Regions from separate parts of the Mus musculus genome. Here region 2 is linked to region 1. Evidence: chromatin contacts called from public HiChIP or PLAC-seq data. All regions are on one chromosome and are shown on one strand. Each heading gives the region's core, a stretch centred on a gene start, on an enhancer-like site or on the middle of the called end of the contact. The rest is flanking DNA. Distances are from core to core; before and after follow the strand shown.

Evidence for each region. HiChIP or PLAC-seq counts read pairs in DNA pulled down with a chosen protein or histone mark.
Region 2: an H3K4me3 HiChIP or PLAC-seq map of embryonic limb bud shows a contact between it and region 1, with 6 times the contacts expected there. The contact joins the enhancer-like site here to the promoter of Pus1 in region 1. A contact is called at or near these places in 8 of 39 promoter capture datasets (the C10 cell line, cranial neural crest, frontonasal cranial neural crest and 5 more), 12 of 115 datasets of contacts at active chromatin or transcription factors (the NIH/3T3 cell line, bone marrow-derived macrophages, embryonic basal ganglia and 9 more) and 2 of 9 other capture datasets (adipose tissue and liver).

The regions. Positions count from the first base shown.
Region 1 is chr5:110,778,166-110,782,539 of GRCm38.p6, forward strand. Pus1 (pseudouridine synthase 1) reads right to left here and starts at 2,431. Exons shown (of 6, transcript NM_019700.4): 1 at 2,075-2,431; 2 at 1,522-1,732. The coding sequence starts at 2,154. It overlaps Gm26515 (a long non-coding RNA gene), which reads left to right and starts at 1,728. Exons shown (of 2, transcript XR_389515.4): 1 at 1,728-1,990; 2 at 2,341-2,899. It overlaps Gm15559 (predicted gene 15559), which reads left to right. Exons shown (of 2, transcript NR_152254.1): 2 at 1-1,095.
Region 2 is chr5:111,291,338-111,295,711 of GRCm38.p6, forward strand. No RefSeq gene overlaps it. Among named protein-coding and RNA genes, the nearest start is that of Pitpnb, 37 kb to the right of the region's middle. Within about 2 kb of position 2,399, at least 7 of the 459 cell types and tissues checked have an H3K27ac peak or open chromatin away from gene starts, as enhancers often do. A contact at or near this core is called in embryonic limb bud, where this site is marked.

The DNA of each region.
Region 1 (4,374 bases), core at 1,181-3,680:
TACCTCAAGTGGGTAAAGAGAGATAAACAGGATATTTACTGAGAAAAGAGAGCCTTTAAAAAAAACAAAAAACTCGCACTGTCAGAACCACTCCCCAAAAGCAGACCAGTCGCCCCAGAAGCAGTGCAGTCTGCGCTTCCTCAGGAATGCCACAGCCTAGGCCACGTGAAAGCCCTGTCCAGCCCGAAGGCACGCTGAGTTTCACTGCTGAAGCCTATGTGTTTCTCACTGGAGAGGGACAAAGCCTGACTGTAGCCCAGACTATCCTTGAACTTGGCAATCCTCCTGCAGCAACTTCCCGGATGCCAGGAAGACCGGCTATGCAGCACCATCCCAGTCGGGCTACATGACACCGCTGTCATTCATTCTCAAAGTCACCATAATGTCTGGTCAGACTCCGTTCCGGAGCCACTGTTCTGGTTGGACACCTCACAGCAACGAACTCCACCCTGTGGCTCAAGATCAAGGTTTTAAAAAGTGGGGAAAGTGACCAGAGAGACGGCTCAGCAGTTAAGAGCACTGGCAGCTCTTCTAGAGGACTGGACTTGATTCTCAGCACCCAGATGGCAGCTCACAAATGCCTGTCACTCCAGCCCCAGGGGATGGTACACCCTCTCCTGGCCTGTGAGCAGAACGTGCACACAGCACACAGACAAGCAGGCAGGCAAACCACCCATATACACCGAAGAAATTAAAAGGTTCAAATTTGTCTTAGAGAAAATTACAAATTCAAACAATGGAGTTGAAGGGGTTTGCAACCCCATAGGAAGAACAATATTAGCCAACCAGACCTCCTGGAGCTCCCAGGGACTAAGCCATCAACCAAGGAGTACACATGTCTCCAGCTGCATATGTAGCAGAGGGTGGCCTTGTCAGACATTAATGAGAAGAAAGGTCCTCGGTCCTATGAAGGCTAGATAGATGCTCCAGTCCAGTGTAGGGGAATCGAGGGCAGGGAGGTGGGAGTGGGATGGGTGGAGGAACACCCTCATAGAAGCAGGGGGGATGGGATAGGGGTTTCCGGGAGTGGGGAAAACAGGGAAAGGGGATAACATTTGAAATGTAAATAAAATATCCAATTTTTTTTTTAAAAGGAAATGTCAACAGCAGAGGTGACAAGAATGAACAAGATTCTACCCACACTGGGGGTGGGAAGGATGCTTTCATAAGAGAGAGAACCTAGCTTGCCCCTGGCCCCTCAGGATGCTGAACAGGTAGCACCTGGCAGCAATCTGGTCCCCACATTCAGTAAATCTGCCCATGTCACACAGTTCCCCAGGTACTGTGCAGGCAGCACCCTAACAATGAAGACTCACTGCTCCCAAGGTCACATGTGAATCAGCTCCCATAGTGGAAGAAAACCACCCAAACCTCTTACGGAGGATTCTGTGGATTTTTGGTTTTTGTTTTGCTTGTTTTTGTTTTTTTTTTTACTGTTTCCTGGGATGGGCCTGGCTCTGAGTAGCATCAGGGAACCAAGGGCTGCCTCAGGTAGGGGCTTCTAGCCGCAGCCCTCCTCACCTGCATGCCGTGGTAGCCCTTGCCCGAGTAGGCCATGAGCAGCACAATTTTTCGCTTTGGCAGCTTGCGTGGGGGCTCTTCATCCTCGCCGCCCTTGACCCTCTTTGCAGGATGCTCCGTCTCCTCCCAGACCCAGCCACCTCGGCCCTTCCTGTCCGGTTGGTGTGAGGCCAGCGCTGGTGGCACCTTGTTTCCAGCCATAGGCGGCAGGCTGAGAAAAACAGGCATGAGTGACCAAGGTGGTAAAAGCGGTTTAAAAAAAAAAAAAAAAAAAACAGAACCCTGCTCTGCCTGCCTCAGCGGTCTCTGAAAGACCTTGCCCAAAGACAAACCAACCAGCCTGGTTCATCAATGACAAGAGTGACTGAGGTTGGACAACAGCGGCAACTCGGGCGGAGTTTGAACTGGACACACAGGGAGGCAGTGCTCTGGCGGGGCAGTACAAGGCAGCGATGGAAACAAGACACAGGTAAGCAAGGAGAGGCAGACAGCTCAGGACAGTCTTGGGTTCTCAGTACAGAGGTCTCAGTACAGAGGTCGCGGAAGTCTTTACCCGGGCACGCGCGGGCCTGGGCGCGCCGTCCACCGTCCCCAGTTTCTCAGCAGTGCGGCCCACAGGCGGGGGAAGCCCATGCGCTGCGGGGTGGCGGGCACCGACCCCGGACCTCAGCGATCCCCTCCGAACTCTGCAGCCCCGAAATCCCTGCCCTGTCTTCCAGATGTCTTGGCTCTGACCCTGCGGCGCCCCAGATCCTAGGCTGACCTGTGACCCCCGCAGCCCCTGCCCACCCCCATCCAACACCACCACCCCGTCCTTAGAGATCGCGCAGCCGGCGCGCTCGAGGAGGGAGGAAAGTCCCGCCGGACCCACTCACGGCGCCGCGGAACCCCCGAAGCTGACCACGTGCACGAAGGCGGAAGCGGGCAACGTTGGAAGGCGGCCGAAGGCGGACAAAAGTCTTTCTGGGACGCGCCTAGCGGGGTGGACCCAGTGGGTGGGGCTTCCCACCAGGATCCAAGCCAGTCTAGATGCCGTTTTCCAGAGAGGGGAAAGGCTCTACGTCGGCGTGGCTTGAAAAGTGAAACAACCTCATTAAAATGTGCAGGTTAGGAATGCACCAGGGAGCCACTCAGCAGGTAATAACTGCAGATGCATAGATAGTCCCAGCACCGACTCAGTGCTACTGAGCAGGCCCTTGCCTGGCCCATGGCACCAACCCTGGCATTGGGAGGTCACAGATGCTCTCGCAGTTACACCACTGGCTTTGTGGTGTGTGGACCATCAAGTTTCCCAGCATTTGTTATTTCCAGAAGCTGCTCCAATTTCCGGACGCTGTTGTGTTTAATGACATAAAACCTTCTCATTATGTAGCCCTGACCCGCCTGGAAATCTCTCTCGTATATATCCTCCCAGATGCTGGGATTAAAGGTGTGTACCACCATACACAGCTCCTGTCCTCCAACTTTTGGCAACCCTCCAGCCTCAGCCTCCCAAGAGCTGGGATTACAAATGTGAGTCACCACATCTGACTTCACACGTTACTCTTATTTTTCTAATTTTGCCAAAGAGTGATGCACAAACAACATGAAACCTGGACATGCAGCCATGGGCACCTAAGCCCCAGTTCCTTCTCTGTGACTTCATTCCCCCCATTTTCAGGCTGTCTGATTCACCCTGAGCATTCTCACCTTTGAGAATGTATGTACCTTTGTCACTCTTCCAGAGATGAGGAGTTTTGCCAATCCCTGCTTCCATCCTTGCAGCCGCTCGTCCTTCCTACACCCATCTGGCTGACCCGGGATACTCCCCTGCTCAGACTCTTGGCTTCATTAGGTTTAAAGCCACACACGGAGACTTGGGGAACTGGGCTGGACACTTCTGAGGACCATGACTTGAGGTGACCACAGCTTGAAATGGGATAGGGAGCCTCATGTGTATGCAGGGGGAAAAACATAATCCAAGGGGACTAGGGACCAGTGCAAAGGCCCAGGGGCAGCAGTGTGCCACAGTGTGGCCAACCTAGCTCAGAACCTGCTCCTTCCTATAGGTAGAGTAATAGGGGCCAGCATTGACACTTCTGGAGTCTACAGTTAGGGAAACCACAGGGATGTCTGGTAACAGAAAGTAGTAGAAACAAAACCAGGAATCAGTAGCCTTATGGGTCTTGGCTGTGATCCCTATTCAATTGGGATCCCACTGGGCGTTGGGAGGCAAAGCCTCACAAAGGGACCTGGGGAAGAAGGGCTAACAGGAAGAAGGAACTGCCTGTGCTGAAGACTTCCAGATAGTTCACTCCACCCTGGTTCCGCACGTACTGGGGAAGGGCCCCCACGGAAAGTCCTTCCACCCCAGTATCTCTTCCTTCACCTTGCTACAGAAAGCCTTGATGTGTGTGTCTGCTGTCTAGGTGTGGCCTCTCCCTTTGATATGAGCGTGTCATGGAAGCAACCATGCAGGTCCCTAGATGTGGGAGGCATGAAGGTCTTTGTGCTCACAGATAAATACTAGCAGAATCCAGAAAGTTAAACACGCATGGTTATTCCTTCAAGGGAAGGAAATGCAAACCCTGTTTTCTGCCCAGAAGGCTGAGTCACCTTTGTGCTGTAAAAGTGCTACAGACATTTCTGGCACTGCACCTTTCTCCAGACCCCTGTCGTAAATTTGTTTTTCTCCATCAATCTATAGAACCTATCAGTATAGACTTTACAGAGTTTCAATGTAGTCATGTCCTATCTGTATTTAGCTCCCTTTGTTACTCAAGGAGCTTTATGTATGCATTGTTGTACATGTGGATTTGCGTCAATTACCACCAGAATTATTTTCATCAAACTGTGCCATGCTTGTACATGCCT
Region 2 (4,374 bases), core at 1,149-3,648, 510 kb after region 1:
ACCCTGTCTTTAAAAACAACAACTGTAATTCCACAAAATAAGTGGAATATAGGGGCTTAAATTTTTTCTTATACTGGAGCTGGAGAGTGGCTCAGTGGTTAAGAGCACTCATTGCTCTTCAAAAGGTCCTGAGTTCAATTCCCAGCACCCACATGGCAGCTCACAACTATCTGATGCCATCTTCTGTTGTGCAGATGTACATGCAAAGTACCCATACATACATACATGAATCCTTTTTAAAAGTTCTATATGTAATTGCAAGAATCCACAACCCCGGAGGAGGCTGCAGCTCTAAGCTGCGAGCGACATGGGTCAACTCTGGGCACAAGAAGTTGGGAAGGCAAGTCGGGAAATCAGAGGAGACACTCAGACAGGCAAGGCTGAATCAAGAAAGCAGCAGAGGCTGCAGCTCAGAACAGCTCGGGCTGTCAGAAGCACAGGGCTGATGGGATGGGCAGGAGGGGCGCTGTAACCAGAGATACGTCAGAAGCCATACGAGGAGCACGCATGCCCAGAAATGCTCATGTGCATTGAACATGAGACACTGCATAGGAGAAACGCAAAGTCCTCGCATGGTCAAACTGGAAGGCAGCCAGGAGGCAGAAGCATAGCTCCCGAAGAGAGAGGAGGAGGAGGAGGAGGCACAGCAGCTACAGAGGCTGAGCTCAAGGCACAGTAGGACACTGGCAGATGTGTGACATCTTGCTAGCTTGCTGATACTGTAAGAGAGAGAGAGAGAGAGGGAGAGGGAGAGGGAGAGGGAGAGAGAGAGAGAGGGGGGGGGGGAGAGATCCTTTTACAAAGAGAACAGGCAATTTCGTCTTTCAGGTGAGTTCCAATCTTTGGCTGGCTGCTGCCCTGAGCCTCTGGGGAGGAGCATCACGTTGAGGGCACAGGAAGGATCCAGACACTCTCTCCCACCTCGGCACCAGACAGCCATGAGGGGATGTTGGGGACAGAATCACAGCAGTGTCACTAAGCACCTTACAGTCCTGCTTGCTCTCACGCCCCAGCTGTTTCCTGATGAAAAGGGTGGCCATTCGGCAACTAATCTTCATCTAGAAAAGATGTGAAAGATCCAAACTAGAGGAGGCGAAGCCAGGGACAAAGGGCAGTTGTGGGCGCCCACCCTCAGCTCAGCCGACAGTTTCTAAAACTAAAGGCCAGATGCCATCCAAGAGCCAGATGCTCTGTCTTTCCTATTATTTAGAAAATATAAAAATAAGGTATCGCCAGGCGTGGTGGTGCATGCCTTTAATCCCAGCACTTGAGAGGCAGAGGCAGGCAGATTTCTGAGTTCGAGGCCAGCCTGGTCTACAGAGTGAGTTCCAGGACAGCCAGGGCTACACAGAGAACCCCTGTCTCGAAAAAAAACAAACAAACAAAAAAAGTAAAATATCATGTTCAAATTGTCCCCCCAAAAGTAGAAAGTGTAAAAAAAGGAGAGACCCATGCTATTACAAACAGAAATAATGGCCTTGAAAACCCTGCCCTTTTTTGTAGATTAAAAAAAAAAGTTAGCATTTGAAATGTATATAAAGATAATATCTAAGAAAAAATAGATGGCATTGCCTGTGGAGGAGAGAAGAGGGTGTTGGGTGTTGGGTGTTGGATCCCCTGGAGCTAAAGTGACAGGCAGTGTGAGCCATCTAACATGGGTACTGGGAACTGAACTTGGGTCATCTGCGAGAGCAGCAAGTACTCTGTCCACTGCCCCTGCCCCATAAGAAAACAGTATGGCATGGTAGCACTGCCTGTAATCCCAGCACTGGAAAGTAGAGACAAGATTAGAAGTTCAAAGCCAGCCTTGTTAACATAGAGCTATATGAGACCCTGTCTCAAAACAAATGCCAACAGAAAAGAAAAAAAGCAAAGACAACTTTGAAATGGATGTGTGCGTTACTGACATGCTGGCGAACATACATGCTGATATTCCAAAGGGGTCAGAGTGCTGGCCTTAAAGGATCATCTATAAATGTCCTCAGATATAGAAACCTAAAAGCATTGACTGGTGGGTGTTGCTAGGGCCGAGCACATAAAGTTTGCTGTGCACTTCACAGTGTGACTGTACTGAAAACCAAAGCCTGCCCAGCGACAGCAGTGCAGAATGTGTGAAGCATGCCTCTCAGGATGCTTCCTTACTCTCCCCTCTGTCCCCCTCCCTCCCTTACATTTTTCTTTTGAGGCAAGGTCTCATGTAGCCCAGGCTAGCCTTGAACTGAATCCCCTGCCCCACTTCCTGATGGCAAACAGGCCTATAACATTTTAAGGCACTAATTACAGCTGTAACTGGCTGCCACAGCTGTAGTAGAATTGAGTGCCCAGACCCACAGTGCAGAGCCTCAGGCAGGCTGCACAGGATACCTGCTGAGCAGGAAGCTTCCCGCATACTCTTTACCACCAGATATTTATGCTTTTTAGCACCACAGTGTGGTGTCTTCTCCCTGGATGCTCTCTGCTTTCTCAGGCATGCAGCCTCCGGCAGGACTGCAAGCAGAGAGGGAACGAAAGCCTTCTGTCCTTTCCAGAGAACTAGGCCAAACATCTGGTCCAAACACACTAAAGGGACGTGGTATCATCTAGGCGGATCTTTATGCCTCGGGTGACCTCACCCAGGCCAGCGGAGTTATTACATTGGTAGCAATTGTACATTTGGGCTTCAGGGGATAATACTCCCCGCTGCATAAATATCCTCAATACAGTTATATTAAATAAAAACTTCTGGGGCTGGTGAGATGGCTCAGTGGGTAAGAGCACCCGACTGCTCTTCTGAAGGTCCGAAGTTCAAATCCCAGCAACCACATGGTGGCTCACAACCACCCGTAATGAGATCTGATGCCCTCTTCTGGTGTGTCTGAAGACAGCTACAGTGTACTTACATATAATAAATAAATAAATAAATAAATCTTTAAAAAAAAAAAAAAAAAAAAACTTCTGAATCGACTCATAGAAGCAGAGCTCATGGCCAGCCCTTTGAGACACCAGGATGGGGATAAATTTTAGTTCTGCTCTGCCAGGCAGGGTCTTGCCCAAGTCAGACTTTTTTTTTAATTGATTTTATGTGTATAGGTTCTGCCTACAAGTATCTCTGTGCACCATGTGCCTGCAGTGCACACAGAGGTAAAAAGAGGGTGTCAGGTTCCCCGAGACCAGAGTTACAAATAGTTATGTACCACCAAGTAGGTGCTGGGAGTCAAGTCCAGGTCCTCTGTAAGAGCAGCCTGTGCCCCTAGTCACCGAGCCACCTGGCTCTTTAGCCCCTGGACGAAGCTTTCAGGAACACAGCTATTTTCTTTTTTGAACCAACAATGTAACTGTAAAATAGGACTGACAGGGAATTAGGAAAAAGGAAACATTCTTAGGTATCAACACATTCGCTGACAGAAGATGGTGTTGTAAGTAAAACCTAGCAAATAAGGCAAGGGAAAAGGTGACAGGAGAAGATAAAAGAAGTTCCCTTGGGGCATAACAATCAAAACAGTAAACGTACAAAACAAAGCAAGGGGATCAAAAGATGCAAGGGGAAAAGATCAAGCAATATACAAAGTTGGGCTTATTGGAATAACAACTTCTCAGTGGAGACTCTGAAAGCCAGAAGGGCCTAGAGGTGTACTACAGACTCTTAAGAGACCACAGATGCCAGCGCAGACTACTATAACCAGTAAAATATTCAATCACTATAAATGGAGAAAATAAGACATTCCAAGATTTTTTTTTAAAAAAAAAATGATAAATCCTGCACTACAGAAGGGACTAGAGGAAAATTTCAACCTAAAGAGGCTAAACACACCCAAATACAAACGTGCCCTTGATCGTGCACATATACACACACACCAAAATAATAGGAATCAATAAATACTGCTCATTGATCTCTCTCAGTATCAATGGTTAGCAGTATGGATACAAAGACAGAAGCCATCCTGCTGCTGCAGCCAAAAAACACACCTTAGCATCAAGGACAGACATCACCCCAGGATTAAAAGATGGCTGACTTTAAGATGAACCTCAGTGCCTCAGTAACAAAATCAGCATAGTACTGGCGCCCAGACTAACTGACTGACCGACCAGTGCAACAGAACGGAAGATCCAGACACAAAACACAGATACAGCTACTTGATCTCTCATAAAGACGCGAAAATACTTGCTAGGAAAACTGGGCACTCACAGGAGGAAGAAACTACTTCCTTATCCTTCACCCTGCACAAACTGAACTCCAAATATATCAACGTCCTCAGCATAAGACCAGAAACTCTGAATACTGAAAGCAGGAAAAACACAGGTAAGGCCTCCTCACAGGACTGCAGCGACTCGGGAATTAAGGCAATGGGTACCAAGCGAGACCTTGTGACGCTAACATGTCTCTGCATGTCAGTG